Linked DNA regions of Gasterosteus aculeatus: region 1 is linked to region 2. Evidence: chromatin contacts called from public Hi-C data. All regions are on one chromosome and are shown on one strand. Each heading gives the region's core, a stretch centred on a gene start, on an enhancer-like site or on the middle of the called end of the contact. The rest is flanking DNA. Distances are from core to core; before and after follow the strand shown.

Region 1 (7,591 bases), core at 580-3,079, 47 kb before region 2:
GTTTATACTGTGTTAATAAAGATTATTGATTTATAGAACAATGTCAAGCTCTGTGGGTCAATCCGTCACTACATCACGGGACCAACATATGGGAGTATGTTCTTCTCTACTTGTTCACATTACAATTAAACAAATGAAACACGTGGATGTAGAGTTACAGTTTACTGAAGGGATACTCCGGGGATTTAACAAAGCACGGCTCCAATTAAAACTGCCAAGAGCTACAGATTAAAACTTTGGGTCCCGTTCCAATAACAAGGGAGTCCACACTCACGTTTCTGAAGTGAAACAAGACGGTTGACTTACAAATAAATGTTGAATGATACATTTTTGGCCGACCAAAAGGTTCAAATTACGATCTGATAACAAACTGTGAAAGGGTTACATAATAATTATAACCTGTCAATCACAACGTAGACAACAATGTCATGAAAAAGTCAAGGTGTAGTATTTCTATAATAAAGTCCACAGTATATTCTACATGTATATATACGAAAGAAGACATAAAAGAGTCATAACTATGAGGCTGGAATCTCTTCTTCATATCTTGATGTGTCACCGGTGTATCAGGTGACAATTGTAGATCTTTACGCCATAACCGTGAAAATACCATAGTATGATTTACCCTAATACTAATAACTAATACTAATAACAGCAATGTATGCTGACATTTATTTCAATATACTATAGACAGTCATAGCAGAGTTTGTCTTCTATTTGACAGGCTCTACTATGAATGTCTTATTTTCTTCCCCATACTATTTTTCAATTTTTTATGACAGATTATACGATTATTTTATATATATTTTTTATTTTTTACATAATATACATTGTTCATTTAATTCAGTTCCGTGTCTTTCTTCAACTTATAAACTACAGGTATTTGTTGACTTTTAGAAATGGTATTACTCTGTTTGGCTTTGACTTATTTGGACGTTATATACTATTACTTTTTTCCACATAAAAGGATTGCGTTGTTAAAAAAAGTGGACAAAAAGGCATCAAGTGCAATCGTGTATCAGACCGTTTAGCGCACTAGATGGCGCTAACAGCATATAAATAACTTCTTCAAACCTGCTGCCAGCATCGTTGTGCTGATGGAGGCCAGGAGATGGCAGTGAAGAACAAGGCGTCAACGGCAGCCTCCACTTCTCACACAAAAAAACTACAATTAATCACATGACGAACTGCTGATGGATGAAAGTCATTTAATGAAGTAGACAAAGAATTTGTTTCCCCACAGTCCACTATTAGACAACTGGTCCCCTTCCCCTCTTCAGTGGAGTCAGACACAGTGTTTGAATCATACTGAGACATTTATTTATGCATGTAGGTTTTCCATTTAGACTGAATGCAAATACAGCAAATACACACCACCAAGCACGAGGGGGATGTAGAGCAAGAAGGCAGCGCAGCTCAATGCTCTTCAGGAAAAAAAGAACATAAAACAACCTAAAACCCATAATGGGAACTCATCTGGATTGTCCACGTTAATGGGGCCAATAAATATTGTCATGTCGCTGAGGACCCAAAGGGTCCCTCAATGTCCCGTCCTGGTCCAAGCGAGTAATTCGCTTTGTAAGACCAGCTCCGGTTCGCCCTCCGACTGAGGGGGGGGGGGTCGTTTCCACGTCCGCCTCGGGGATGATTGACGGCTGAGCTGTGATAACGCCGGCTGCTGCTCTCGTCAGCACCACTCCGAACATAAGGCACCCACTCATGAGACGCTGGTTTTACACCCACGGGCTCAAAGTCTACATGGGCACCACACAGAAGTGTGCATATATACCGTATGTGTGCATGTGCATGTGGATGGAGGCCCCTCCTCCCTCCATCTCTCCCCTCGTCTGTCTCCCATCAGTGGTGAGTCCGTTTCAAACAGCTTTACAGTGTACGTACGTGCTGCAGTCATCAGCGAGGTGCCTCCACAACAGTCCAGTGTCAGAAAACAAGGAAGAAAAAAAAACTAAAAACAAATGAATTTCCTCCGACGCATCAACAGCAGGGGGCGACACTTCCAAGCTTCCTTTTGCGTACCGCCTCTGCGTTACAGTTCACAGTTTTCTCCTTTTAGAGGACAGGTGACGCGAGCGATGGCTGCTTATTGCAATTTCTCCTTGTTTCTTTTTACAGCGATGAGTGAGATGCTCCGCCTCCGGCTAACAGCAGCGAAAGGTCACCAGCGAGGGTCAAGCTCCATCACAGGGGGGTCTATGGGTGATTAAGTGATGCATAGTATATCATTAAAGGTCATCCTGGTGACACTAGGGGAGGGAGGGGGGGGGCACAGGCCTCACATTCACCACTCCTATAAATACAGTTCGACAGAATGAAAAAAAAAAAAACCACGTTAGGATAATGCTCGTGAACGTGCACAAACTTAAAAGTTGTAGTTTTGCCGCCCGAATTAATAACTCTCATACCACAAAAATATTTCAAATGATGAACGAACATATCAGGGGCACAAGAACTAAAGAAACGACTGAAGGGTTTGCCCCCCCCCCCCAAAGGGAAGTGTGCGCATGCGTCCTGCAGCACCACTTCTCTGGTTTGGAGTTCGCTCTGATTAACTTAATCTTCCAGCTCGACCGCGTCAAAGTGAAGAGGAAAGCAAACAGTCTCCATGACGGCAGTCAGTCAAATCATCACATTTCTGAAAAGCTTTCAAATAAAACATTATTCATATTAAAATATCTCTCAACGTCGTACGACGGCGCCCGAAACCAGTGACCAGCATTTCCTCAACGTTGACGTGAAAATAAAAAAACGGTGAGGGCGAACCGGACGAGTCCCGGCTGTCCTTCCTCAGTGGACCCCCCCCCCAGCGGTCTGTAGGGGCTCAGACCCATAATATATATATATATATACATATATGGATGCCTTTGTGTATTTATTCATATTTTGCACTCCCGCTGCTATTTTGTATCTATCTCATCATGCAGATTATCTGACATTATACATAAACAAGCAAACACTGCACATAAATTAGATCCTCTATAGATAAAAATGTAAAAAGCTTATAAGACAGCTGTGGATTTTACTGAAGCTGCAGTCAGGAGGAGGCGGCATCGAGCGAGAGGCCGCTTGGCGCTGTTCATTTAACCCCCCCCACTCTTATACCTTGTTCATCCAGGACCCTTACGGGGAGGGATTCAGACCACCTGACCCAATGGGCCCAGGACAGATGTGTGTGTGTGTGTGTGTGTGTGTGTGTGGGAGGGGGGGGTTGGGCGAGAGTCAGAGCTGGTTGTGGAGGTCTACTGCTTCATGGAAGTGAGTCCGTTCTTGTTCCAGTGTTTTCACAGAGAGTCTTGGGGGGGGGGGCGTACTGCGGGAGAGGGGGGGGGGGGGGGGGGGGGGGGGGGCAGACCGGAAGGCGCTCGTCTGTTGGATGCTCTCCCGCCCCCCTCCCTCGTCTCAGCAGCCACCACGGCCGATCAGGACTGCAGAAGAGACAAACAGCATCACAGATGAGTCATGAAACTGCACCATAACATGTTTATTATCTCCATGTCAGACGACTTAATATACTGTGACATGTTCATGACCTTCTACACTGTGACATTTTAGAACTTACTATACTTTGACCTTTTAAATGATTTTGGCCCGGCGCCTGCTAGAGCGTTAAATAATGGATCAGACGTCGCACACCTCTGCCTGCTGCTGCAGCTCCTCCGTCGGAGACTCGCTTTCCCTGATGACCACGGCTTTTGTCACCAGCATGTCGGGGTGCTGCTGTTTGGCCTCTTGGATCGCCATGGCGAGCGCCTGGGAGGGACACGAGGCGTCAGCGCGTGTGCCCTTCTTGCAGATATAGAACAATGTGTGGAAGTGTTGCGGGTCTCGTCCTTCTCACCTGATGTTGGTCCACATCCTCGTCTCCTGTGATTATGATCCTCTTCTCGATTCTGGTCTCTGAGAAGCCTCCTTTCACCGTCTGCAGCAGACGAAAAAGGGAATTCAGTGACTGTCGATGTCAGTTTACAGAAGACAAAAGAAGTAGTCATAGGTCATTGTTGTGTATTTCCAGTAGTCACTTATTAATGTGAAGAATAGTACATTTTATTGTGTCATCATTCATAGACCGATGAATAAAACAGGATTTATATCAGTTTATTGATCCCAGCATGTCGACAACGAGGAATGAAACCTATTCATCCGTCCGGGCCCCAGTTAAACTGTCACCATGGCAACAGATGAGGTGTTACCTTGGTAACTTGAGTTGTGGTTGCTGAGGTGACGCTGTCAGCGGTGATGGTCAGCGGGGACACGACAGAATCCCTCCCCTGGGATCCGGCCTTTACCTACAGCACAGTTGTGTTACAGTCACACACACACACACAGACGCACACATTGATGTGCTTCCTCTGTAAACATACTTACAGGGGAGCCGTTTTCTTTAAGGACAGCCGGAGCTTCACGTGGGCCGACAACTCTGAAGTTCTGCAGGAGAGAAGAATGCTCTTTATTAACTTCCACCTAGAAAGTGCAGCTGAATGGAAGAATTCACTGCAGGAGACGACAAACATCAGCAGTCAGTTATTACTGATCCACACAGAACAATACAAGTGGCAAACATGACAGCATGACTTTCACCTGGAATCATGTCCCTGGTCCCTCAAGAGTAAGTCTTATTTCACCCCTTAACAATACACCAGAAGATGCTACGCAGAGCGGATTTCACTGCAAGCAAGCGACAGATACACATCGATATCTGATCATTTTTTAGGCGATAAAACTATTGATTAGTACCTCTTCAAAAGGCACAAAATCCCAAATCCATTTCACATAATAATTGTCTCGAAATATTCTTCCCACAGTTCGTATGTACACATAGCGTCACTGTGTATTCGTACGGATAGAAACATGACACTGTGTGACATTGATTGATGAGGATGGTAAATTCAACTGTTTTTCTTCTCATTAGGGTTAAACCGCATTGTGGTAAAACACTCTGAGTTTACTCCTTTTACTTTCTTTTCCTTTTTACACACTGTGTCGTTGGGGGGGGGAAGCCCGCGTGTAATTGTAATCCTAAATAAGCGGCGCTGCAGCCCACGTGGCGGCTCAGCGAGCAGCTCATTAGTCAGTCAGTCAGTGTGTGAGAGAAGGAGCATCCGAATGCGTTTTTAGTACTTTACTGATCGACACGCTGAAACATGGAGCGGACGGCGGTAATAATCGGTGGCACAGTTTGCAAACACGCCAGAATAAGAAGGGGAAATCTGTATCATAAAAATAAATATAAGAAAATATACAAATAAAGAATTTTGTCAAATAATGTTGTGCTTAATGTTGCAACACATGAGACGAGTTGTTCGGACAAAGTGAGGCTTCACAGCAACAGCAAAAGGCCTGAAGTGAGTTCAGAAGGAGCCATTTTTACTGCTTTAGTGTTACGTTGTCCTTCAGAAACTCTCACTAAAACGGAACAGAATAAAAAGTATTGTCCCATTATACATATCTCATCCAAACAGCCTGGGATGAATTGGTCGGTTTAGTGGACTGACAATCAAAGCCAGTGTGGGGGCGATGCCTCGCAGAACCAAAGGCTCCCTCTGGTGGCGTAACACCGGCGGTGCTGGAGATCTTTGATCGGGTGACGTCATCCTCCACTTGCTTCCTCTTATAACAATGATCTGGGTCTGCAAAAGGCACCGACTTGACATTGTTGCCGAGTTCATTCGCATCTCGAGCTGAATGGCTGAAGAGCCCCGAAGCGATTAACTTCATTTTAATAAGGCACCTGTGGGACAGCCGGCCGGCCGGAATTCCAATTTCTGCCTCGGGAGATGAATTGGATCCACACCTGCTTTCACCATACACCAACTGTCACTAGTTTAATCGCACCGTGATGATGCCGCTACGTCTTCCCTCCTGGGAATTGCTTCACAGCATGAAGACAAAGGCTTCCTACTCTAATTAAGACCAGATCCGGATCCTACGATGCCGTCACGTTGTCCTCACTGTCCACCGATGCTGGTGCTTAAAGTCGTATCGACAATTGTATCCAACACATGACCTAGATAACAAGAGCTAAATACTATATATAAATCCTTAACAAAGTCCTTCACCCCCCCCCGAAAATCGTCCTGCACATGACTTCCTCTAAAACCGCGACGTGTTGAGAGAAAAATCCCGGTAGAACTTAACGGGGGACGTAGCGACGCTGCAGAAAGTTCATTTTGACAACTTATTCTTATTCCGCAAAGCTAATGCGCTGATAGTTATAGTTTTGTATTGAACTGAATCAGCAAGAAAACAACATCCAACCGCTCCTCTGACAAATGTCTGTATAAAAATATGAAGCTAACTTTACAAGATAAAATACAAGGTAAGTGGGTCTTTGGATTTTACCTGAATCAATTATGTTTGCTAGATGGCTGCTAATAAAATGCTACGTTTAGCAATATGCATGTAGCAGATGACATAACAGGGTCAAAGAAGAAGGCCACAGATGAGGGGGTTTTATCCGATAGTGCTGAGAGGTTTGCCCACATTCTTATTGCTGCTTTACCTGAGAGGAGACATTGGCGCCGGCCGGCTTGACCTCCGACCCATTCGTATGCGTCTCCGTCTTGGAGTCGGCCCTCTTCAGCATGTGGGCCATGCTCACAGCGCTGGCTTCCTTCTTTGCCACGGGAGGCTGTGTGAGATATGAACCGCAGTCAGAGCCAAACAACATCAGCGTTTCCCGCTCAGAGCAAAGCGACGCGCCGCTTCGGAGCTCCGGCACACAACGCTTTATGATTGGATTGTTCGGCTTGGTGAAAGCGTGCAAACGGTGAGGCAGCGCAGCGGGAGTTAAAAGAAACGCTGACAAGAATTAAATGAGTGAACAATACATAAATGAATACATCAACACAGAGAATAAAAAATCAACATGAAAAAATGATCCAACAAAAAATGGCTTTGGGAAAAAAAAAGCTTCAGGTTTTTATGGCAACGAAATCCAACCAGGCAGCGTGAATCCGGAGTGCGATGATGACGACGGGTGATGACTTTCATCCGTCTACCTCATGGTGCGCTCCTTCCTCGGCAAGCTTCTCCTCCATGGGAAACTTGTCCCGGGAGCCCATCAGACGGGCAGAGTAGAACCGGGAGGTCTCCTCAAAGTCCTCCCGGCCCACCTCGGGCTGTCGCTCCCTCCCTCCCATCTCCGACATGCACCTGGAGAAGTCCTCGGAGCCGGAGTGGAGGTCCATGACCACGGTGAAGTCGACCTCGGCCTCCAGGCTGGACGTGGAGCTGACCGTCATGCTGGAGCACTTGCGCTCGATGCCCAGCTGGGTTTCTCTCATGCAGGCCAGAGTGTCGCGCTCCTGCTCCTCCTCCTCCCCCTCCTCCTCCTCGGAGGCGAGGCGAGGCTGAGGCCTCCTGTCCCCGAGCTCCTTCTGGGACGATTACAGAAGGGAGAGGAGCACCACTCGAAGGTTACAAAGCCGCCGACGAGGGGGGGGCGGGGGAGGGTTGACGGGGACGACATGGAATGGGGATGGAGGCTTCTGTACAGACCCTGAGCCAGAGTTACTGTACACGCAATGTATCCCGAATATACAGTAAAATGATCGAACATCAGAAGTAAAACCTT
Region 2 (7,742 bases), core at 2,980-5,479:
GTCTACCTGCAGGCTCCACCCACCTGCTCACCTGGCCGTTTCGGTGCAGAACCGCCTTTACCATTAGCGGCCGAAGGCGTACGCCAGAGGTCAAAGTTCACCCGACTTCCTCAGCGGAGCAGCGGATCTCGACCAGAATGTATTTTTAATCACAGTCCCGTTACCACGGGAACGTCGTCCTCAGAGGACGAACCGTAACACCTGCAGCCTCATGTGTGCAAATCAACTCAATTTCCCTCAGCAGCAGCCGCATGCATGGCCCGATTGTGAGTTTGTGGGGGGGGGACTTTAATCCCTCTCTAATCCTCTTTTTAGGGCTCCTTTTATGCATTTACAAATACTTTGCACTACAAGCGACCTCCTGCGCACGCCGCTCCTCCACCGTTCGCCCGCTCTCTGCGCCGCGTGAGGCGATCACGCCCTCTAATCATCGGGGAGAGATGGACGGCTCCGCGGCGCAATTAGCTTTCCTCCACGACTGCCGAGTGCAAAAGGCGGAAATGTATGATTGCCAAGTGCAAAGTGGCCCCCGAAGAAAACAATGGCCGCTGGCTCGTTTTGTGGGAAGGAGCCAACGAAGCTGGAGAAGCTAAAGTTTTCCTCGACAGACAAAGAGGACGGCGGAATAAACGGCCCTAAAAAAGAAGTGACAACTGTTCTCCTTCCTTGTTGACTTTGGCTGATACGTGTAACTGTGGGGAGGCCAGAAAAGAGAGAATCAGACCGAAGCCACAAAACAACACAACGAGTCTCATCCTTTAGAGGCAATGGGGATTTGTTCAAAGGAGGCTGCGGTCGAGAGGGGGCGAGGGAGACGAGTGAGGTATGCGAAAGACGGGGGAGGGAGGGAGGGAGGGAGGGGGGGGGGAAACTGCTGACTCACTGTAATCATCAGGCTAAGGCAAGCTGAGCCGCTGTAAAGCTCCCTGCCTCCCCTTCAGAAGGACAAAGTAACGCTTCCCATCGGAGGAGCTGAAGGTGGGGAAGGAGCATCGGGAGAAGGAGCTGCCTCGTGGCATGAAAGAGCCCCTCTTTGCTCAGCCAGACAGGATGACGCAACCTGAGGAAGGCAACACATCGTGAAAACTATGAAGCCCACGAGCAGACGCACAGCCACGGTGCTGCGGAGGAACCGTGGAGCCCAAAAGGAGCCTTCCATGTTCAGGTCTGAATCCAGCCTTCAGCCGCCGTAATGTCACTTCTTTTGATTATTCCAAAGCTGAAGTAAGTAAAAAGCCCTTATGACAGGGGAACGAACGGCGAGCTGCAGATCACTCAGTGACACAGTGTTGCTCGTCAGTCATCGGGCATCGATGTCGGCGCACGCTGTGTAAACGCGGTTTGTGTGGTGATTGGCATTTAGACCGGGAGGGTTTGACAAATGCTATGGAGAAGTACTGGCGACTAAAGGTCAGCGCAGTTGAGCCTTGACTTTTTATTATCACCCATGTGTATGGTTCCCCGTGGACAATGAGAACCCACTGACATCCGGCTTTTTCCTTTCACGGGAAAAGGTTACAGACGCCTTTCCCCTCGGTGCCAAAATCGACAAGGATTTGGGTAATTATTTTAATCTGTCGGAAACATTCAAATCAATATGCTTCTGTCAAAGCGACTGCAGCAGTAAGACTAAACACTAAATAAAACCTCTTCTGTGGTCCTTCAACTGTAACAACAATAAGAAATTCAGATTTGGTCAAAATAAAAGCCTAATTCACAGAGTTGGATGTCGGGGTGATGCGTTATGTGGAGATACTCGACTGTGTCGACCTCGGCCCCTTGAGGTTGGGTCCGGAACTTGAATGATGCTGCATTCCATTATACTTAAAAACAACATCATGGAGAGCCAATGACACGATGTGTCATAAATAATAATAATAATATGAGAGGGTTGAAATTGGAGGCTGACGCATTCAAAAGGCTCTTTTATCATCGCGTTGTGACGCCGTGCAGTTGCTTTGTGTCTAAATCTCTTTGCAGATCTTTCGGCCCCCTCGTGCCCCTCTGCAGCCGTGTGCATCTTTGTGGTCGTTTCAAGTCTGTAGGGGACGTTTTGCTGGTTGGAGGCCCGTCGGTCCCCACGCACTTTGGGCCCTTGACCCTGACCCCAGGCGGGTCCGTCCGAATAATCACTGTGTGTGTGTGTGTGTGTGTACAGAAAACGTGGCGAGCCAATGAGCAGCCAGCTGGGCCAAAAGCAATGACAAGCACAACACACACACACACACACACACGTGTCCTCGATGAAAACATCAGGGTGACCCCCACACATTCCTGCTGTGGCTCCATGTGCGAGGAGCTACAGCATAAACCATGACTCAGGTAAAGTGCCCCCCCCCCCCCACTCACTTCATGCACCGCGGCCACGGAACTGATCTCTTTTTCCCCACAGAGGAGTCCGGAAGAAAAAAGGCCGAGTTAACTCGCGAGCGATGACTCGTCTCCAATGGGGGGAGGGGTTGGGGGGGCGGATTCGGCCTCGCTGGATGCCTCATCGCTCGTTTTGAATTGCAAATGGTGGTAAGCAGCATGAGCCCCCGGGCCTCTGCACACACGCACAAACAAAAACGTGTGCACACAAGCAGCGAGACACTGTTGTACAACGTCAACACCAACCAAAGGAAACCGCCACACACAATCGATGAGGCGGGTTGGTCGCAGCCGCCGCTGGGTTGAGGAAATGGCTCCGGGGGGGGGATCAGCTGGCCGGCAGAGTTACTACCAGGGCTGCCGGCTGAGTGCACGTGAGGCCCCCGGAGGAAGAACGTGACCAAAGAGTTGTGGTCCCCCCCCCCCGGTGCAGGGACACTGGGGGCCGACAGGACGAACTGGAACTGCCAAGGATTGTCAGAACTGACTAAACGACTCAATGTAATAGGCAGAGAAATAGTTAGGGGGGGGGACGGCGGGGGGGGGGGCGCTCCAACCGTCGAGTCCATCCCCCGTGGAGTCAAGCCCCCCCACGACCCCTTTGCACTGGTAAAAAGCATTGGAGCGGCTTCTGGTCCGAGGGTCCAAGGGCGCGACGTCTCCACAAATGTCCACGCCGGAGGACAGGCGAAGACCGTCCACCAGACTACACGTTTAGTTTCAGTTGGTGTGGGCGAACCGGGGTGGTGTTTGCAAGAGACGGTGTGACGATGGCAGCACCGACTGTGTGTGTGTGTGTGTGTGTGTGTGTGTGTCTCAGTGTGCATCTGTCGGCTGTTGCATAATTAGAGGTGGGTGTGTCGCCCACAGACTTCAAAGGGGATCCAGTTGGTCCTGAGACGTTGAGACACAAACAGAGCAACTTTTCCCCTTTTTTTTTCGTTTCTATTTTCTAAAATAAGCTGTTAGAGCATCACGTGGTCTGCGGAGCGGCTGATCCTGGCGTAGTGGTGGTGCTGATGGGGTGAGGGGGGTGATGGGGGGGGGGGGGGGGGGTGTAATTCAGCAGCCCGGTTGGTTTGTCAACACTGGACCAGTAAGTGCGCACAGAAGGACCCAACAACTCGGAGACGGAACCCCGCGGGCAAAGTCCACGCGCGGCTCTAACATGGACACATGAACGCGTTTATTGTTGTTCCCACCGCAGCGGCGACGCGCAATCGCACACAAACACAGAGAATATGCAGCAGAAACCCGTCATCATGGAGGGAGGGGAAGGGAAACGTTAAAGCCCGGGCTTTAGACGACATCGAGCCAACCAGCGGGGGGGGGAGAGGGGAGAGGGGGGGTAATAATATTCCAACATACCCTTCCTGGCAGGCGGACATCCAGGGGAGGACCATGGATGGGGTGCGCAGGTGAATCCTGCTCTCTCGGCTGCTCCGCGTTTGTTCTCCGGTCACGGGAGGGGGACCGACCGGGCGGGCGGGCGGTGGGGGGGCGGGGGGAGGGGGGGCCTGGAGCTTGTCGGTGTTCTGCCGGTGGAGAAGCCTAATGAGAGAAGGACAAGGAGGAGGAGGAGGAGAGAAAGAGGGAGGGACGCTGTCGGATGCAGTGAGGGAGGCGCACGGGCGAGGAGGGGAGGGCGCAGGGACACGCGCGCGCGCGCACGCGTAACGGCGTGGGGGGGGGGGGGGGGCGTGAAGAAGAGAGACGAGGGGGTCTTTTCCCGCAAAAGGAGTAAATAAATAAAAACCAAGCGCGTTCCACGTCGGTCAACAAGTGCTCCGGTAGAAGAAACGCGCAGGAACACGCCGGCGCTGATGACGTCACGCCGCGTTCACGTGCCAGCGGCTGATGTTTCACGTTCACGCCGTTCAAGTATGTGGACTCTCTTTCTTGCTCTGGATGAAGCAGTTTGGAAAAGAAAAGCATCCGGGTTTCTGTCACAATCACCCTTCGCTACACAGTCGCTGTTGTGTTGTATTTGTATTCTTTTTGTCGGCACAAAAGGAGAAAAAGCAGTAATAGAGAGGTATCGTGTCCCGTAGTGCGTGTGTGGTAAATGTTTTATTTTGAAAAGCCTGCTGTTTGACGTAATGTAAACCACTGATTAACTGATTAGAGGGTTGCTGTTGCTGAGTTTAATCACTGTCAGTCCCTTTCTAAAGCTCGGACTACAGTGATACACTAAGACGGCTGTATTACTAATGTACAGTATTTACAGTAATGTTAGGCCATATACACAACATTCAAACTCATTACAAGCCCATGTGGTTTTATTTATCCAGTCTAGTGCCATTAATGCTGGATTAACAAGCAAAGGCCATTAATCCCAGGTCGGCACTGCTGCAGGTTTAATGTGCGTCGGCTGGTTTGTGCTCACTGCAAATCTATCAGTGATTAAATATACCATTAAACTATTGAGTCAAGTGGCATCTTCATTGATTTGGCATTTCATTACTGTGACACATGGACAGCTTTGAAAACAACATCGACAGTACGATCAAATCTGCTGCAGCAGAACCACAGATATTTAGTTTTGTCTCTTCCATTATGCAATGATCGAATGTGCATTTGCCTTCCAGAGCCACAGGGCATTGTGTAGAATGTTTTCCACACTTATTATCTTCTGCTCTCTGGTCTCTTTGTTAAAACCCAATTTTTTCACCGTCACTATTTTCAGTTTGAATTTTTGACATCATATAAAGGAGGTATTATACAAAATGTTCATGTTTACCCTCAGCAGTCGTAAATCTGTGACATTTTGTTAAAAACTCCCATTTGACTCCCATTTCTGACGCCTCGATCATATAAGATCAGACGCTTTATTATTAGGTACACTAACAATTGCTTATTAACACTAATCAGCCAATCACACGGCCGCAACTCAATGCGTACAGGCGCGTAGACGTGGTCAAGACAACTTGCTGAAGTTCTGGTCTGTATGTCACAAACTAACTGCTGATCCACGCAACCGTCTCTGAACGCGTAACACGTGGATCCCTGGAGAAGACGGGCTACAGAAGATCAGAAGATCACACCAGGGGCCACTCCTGTCAGCAGGAAACTGAGGCTACAATTCACACGGGCTCACCAAAAATGGACAACAAAAGATTAGAAAAACGTTGCCTGGTCTGATGGGTGTTGATTTCAGCTGCAGCATCCAGGCGGTGGGGTCAGAATGTGGAAAGCATGGATACATCCACATCTGTCGACGCTATCATGTCAATATGGAGTAAAATTGCTGAGGAATGTTCCCGACCCCCCAGTTTTTTTTTGATTGGATAGTTTTGGGTCTCTCAATAAATTGCTTTTTTGTCACCCAGGTTATTTCAGTGCCTTTCAGCTTTAAGCATCCACATCTCTCATAAACCAACAAAAAAACATCCAGGCAAAGGATGCGGCCAGCTGATGAACAAAGCGGAACATCTAGTCACCAAAGAGGCTGATTAAAAAGGGGGGGGGGCTCCCAATTATAGCTGCATAAAGTCACAGGTGTTCAGCTGGCCTTTTGTCTGTGAAAATATATGAAAAGCCACATGATTCACATCCTCTTTCCTTCTTTCTCATCAAACCTGTCAAGAGAGCTCTTTTTCTCTGCAGCATCTACGTCACGTATCCTTCCACGTAAAAGGCCTTTCTTTTTTTGCTCACCATTCTGTGTATTTTTTTCATTTTCCCAGAGTCTGACCTTTAAGACTCTTTCATTGACCGAGCTACATAAAACGGCGTCTGCGAGGCCCCCATTAAAGAAGAGAATCCACACTTCCGATCTCAGCATGAGAACATACAGCATGAGGTTTTAATTGTGCCAAAGGGTTTGACACCACTGTTATAAATAGCATGTATTCCTCAAGAACATACAAGTGAAAACTCATTATTACTATAATTATAATAACTTTAAAGACGTTTAATAATGAAGCGTCTTTTCATGTTTTTCCATCTTCAGGCTAACATCCTCTTGGCAGGACAGCGGAAGCAGTGCAGACAGAAAAAAACGCTGAAACCACGAAAAAAATAAATCCTGGTTGCACATAATGTGCCTTCCGCGGCCTCTCGGGGGGGTGCTCCCCAAAATTTGAGCGGACCATTTCTTTCACCAAAAATCGATGTGAGATCGTTCTGAGGGGCTTTTTCAACTCTACCGGCGTCCGCCGTTAGCTGAGGGCTGCTAGACAAAGACATAAATTACTCAAAGTGAAGCCGAGGTGGTGCCGCTTGTTTTGCTGCAATATGCTGCCTGCGATGACGTTTTTCAAATAGGACGTAAACATCATCATTATTTAATTCGCCTCATCTCCCATCTCACCTGCACAGCCTTCTTTCCTGGCACGCACTGGTTGGAAAGAAGGTAAAAGCAGGTGGTTAAAAGACCACATGAAGAACACAAAGAGAGACAGGTGCTCGCACTCATCCTGATGGGCACTGCAGGCACTCTGACTTTGAAGAGTGTCAAAAATAAACTGGCTCTAAATGAACCATTACAGGCGGCCAAGAGAATACATATGAAATCAGGACCATGTTAGCTCATAAAACCTTGGTGGTATGTTTTAGCCAATGGCTTGGTCGGCCATTACACCCTCCAGCCACAACTACAGCTTAATTAGCTGCGATCTTGAAATTAAGAAATACCGAAATTAACATAAAACATACCAAGGCGTAGTTGATCAGTTTGATCTCAAACACAAAGATAGACTAGTTGGTCAATGGTTTAGTTTGCAAGCTAAGTAGCATTAATAGCATCATTTTAAAAGGTGCTAAATTTGCAATTCAAAGCATATCTTATGCCTTCACATGTCTCGCTACATGGCGATGGCTAAGCTTGTGGCTAGAAGCTAACAGTGCTAATAGTGCTAAAATTGCTAACGGCAACAACGCACAAAAAATAAACTCCAATATTTTCCCAATTGAATTGAATTATCAGATTTTAGGGGGGAAATTGGAGGATGGGTACAGTGACAAGAAAAACCTGAATACATTTTCTTGAAATATATATTTTTTAATTATAGATTTAATATGTCCTTTGGGGTTCCACGTGCTTCCGAGGATCATTTAAGCTAGTTCTAAATGCTAAAGCATCATGCATGAACTTTTGTCAATATGTTAGATGAGTGACCACTTTTGATTCTTCACAAAGGCTGAAATATTTGCAATGAAATTCTGGTCAAGGCCTCTGTTCACCCCTTAAGTTGCCTTGCCGCCCTAGAATAAGAATAAAATCCTCTTTTCAGCCAATTAACTCCACTAGAACTAATCATTCAGTTACACAATACCCATAAAGAGCCGCTACCATTGAGGTGAATCACATCCCTTCTGAACGTTCCTCCCTATGTGACAAACAGTGGTGTGAAATGATGAAGTAGAGCCGT

Evidence for each region. A called contact is a pair of places that touch in the nucleus more often than the background predicts.
Region 1: a Hi-C map of skeletal muscle shows a contact between it and region 2, with 2.3 times the contacts expected there. The contact joins the enhancer-like site here to the promoter of LOC120834822 in region 2. A contact is called at or near these places in 4 of 6 Hi-C or Micro-C datasets (skeletal muscle, tail fin and whole body).

Annotation. Positions count from the first base shown.
Region 1 is chr17:20,317,444-20,325,034 of fGasAcu3.hap1.1, reverse strand. LOC120834822 (band 4.1-like protein 1) reads right to left here. Exons shown (of 22, transcript XM_078091701.1): 16 at 7,017-7,394; 17 at 6,518-6,646; 18 at 4,384-4,443; 19 at 4,209-4,304; 20 at 3,857-3,937; 21 at 3,652-3,768; 22 at 1,298-3,443. The coding sequence ends at 3,438. It overlaps cntn4 (contactin 4), which reads left to right. Exons shown (of 23, transcript XM_040204296.2): 23 at 1-38. Among protein-coding and RNA genes, the nearest start is that of LOC120834822, 45 kb to the right of the region's middle. Within about 2 kb of position 1,829, at least 3 of the 9 cell types and tissues checked have open chromatin away from gene starts, as enhancers often do.
Region 2 is chr17:20,272,986-20,280,727 of fGasAcu3.hap1.1, reverse strand. LOC120834822 (band 4.1-like protein 1) reads right to left here and starts at 4,229. Exons shown (of 22, transcript XM_078091701.1): 1 at 3,739-4,229.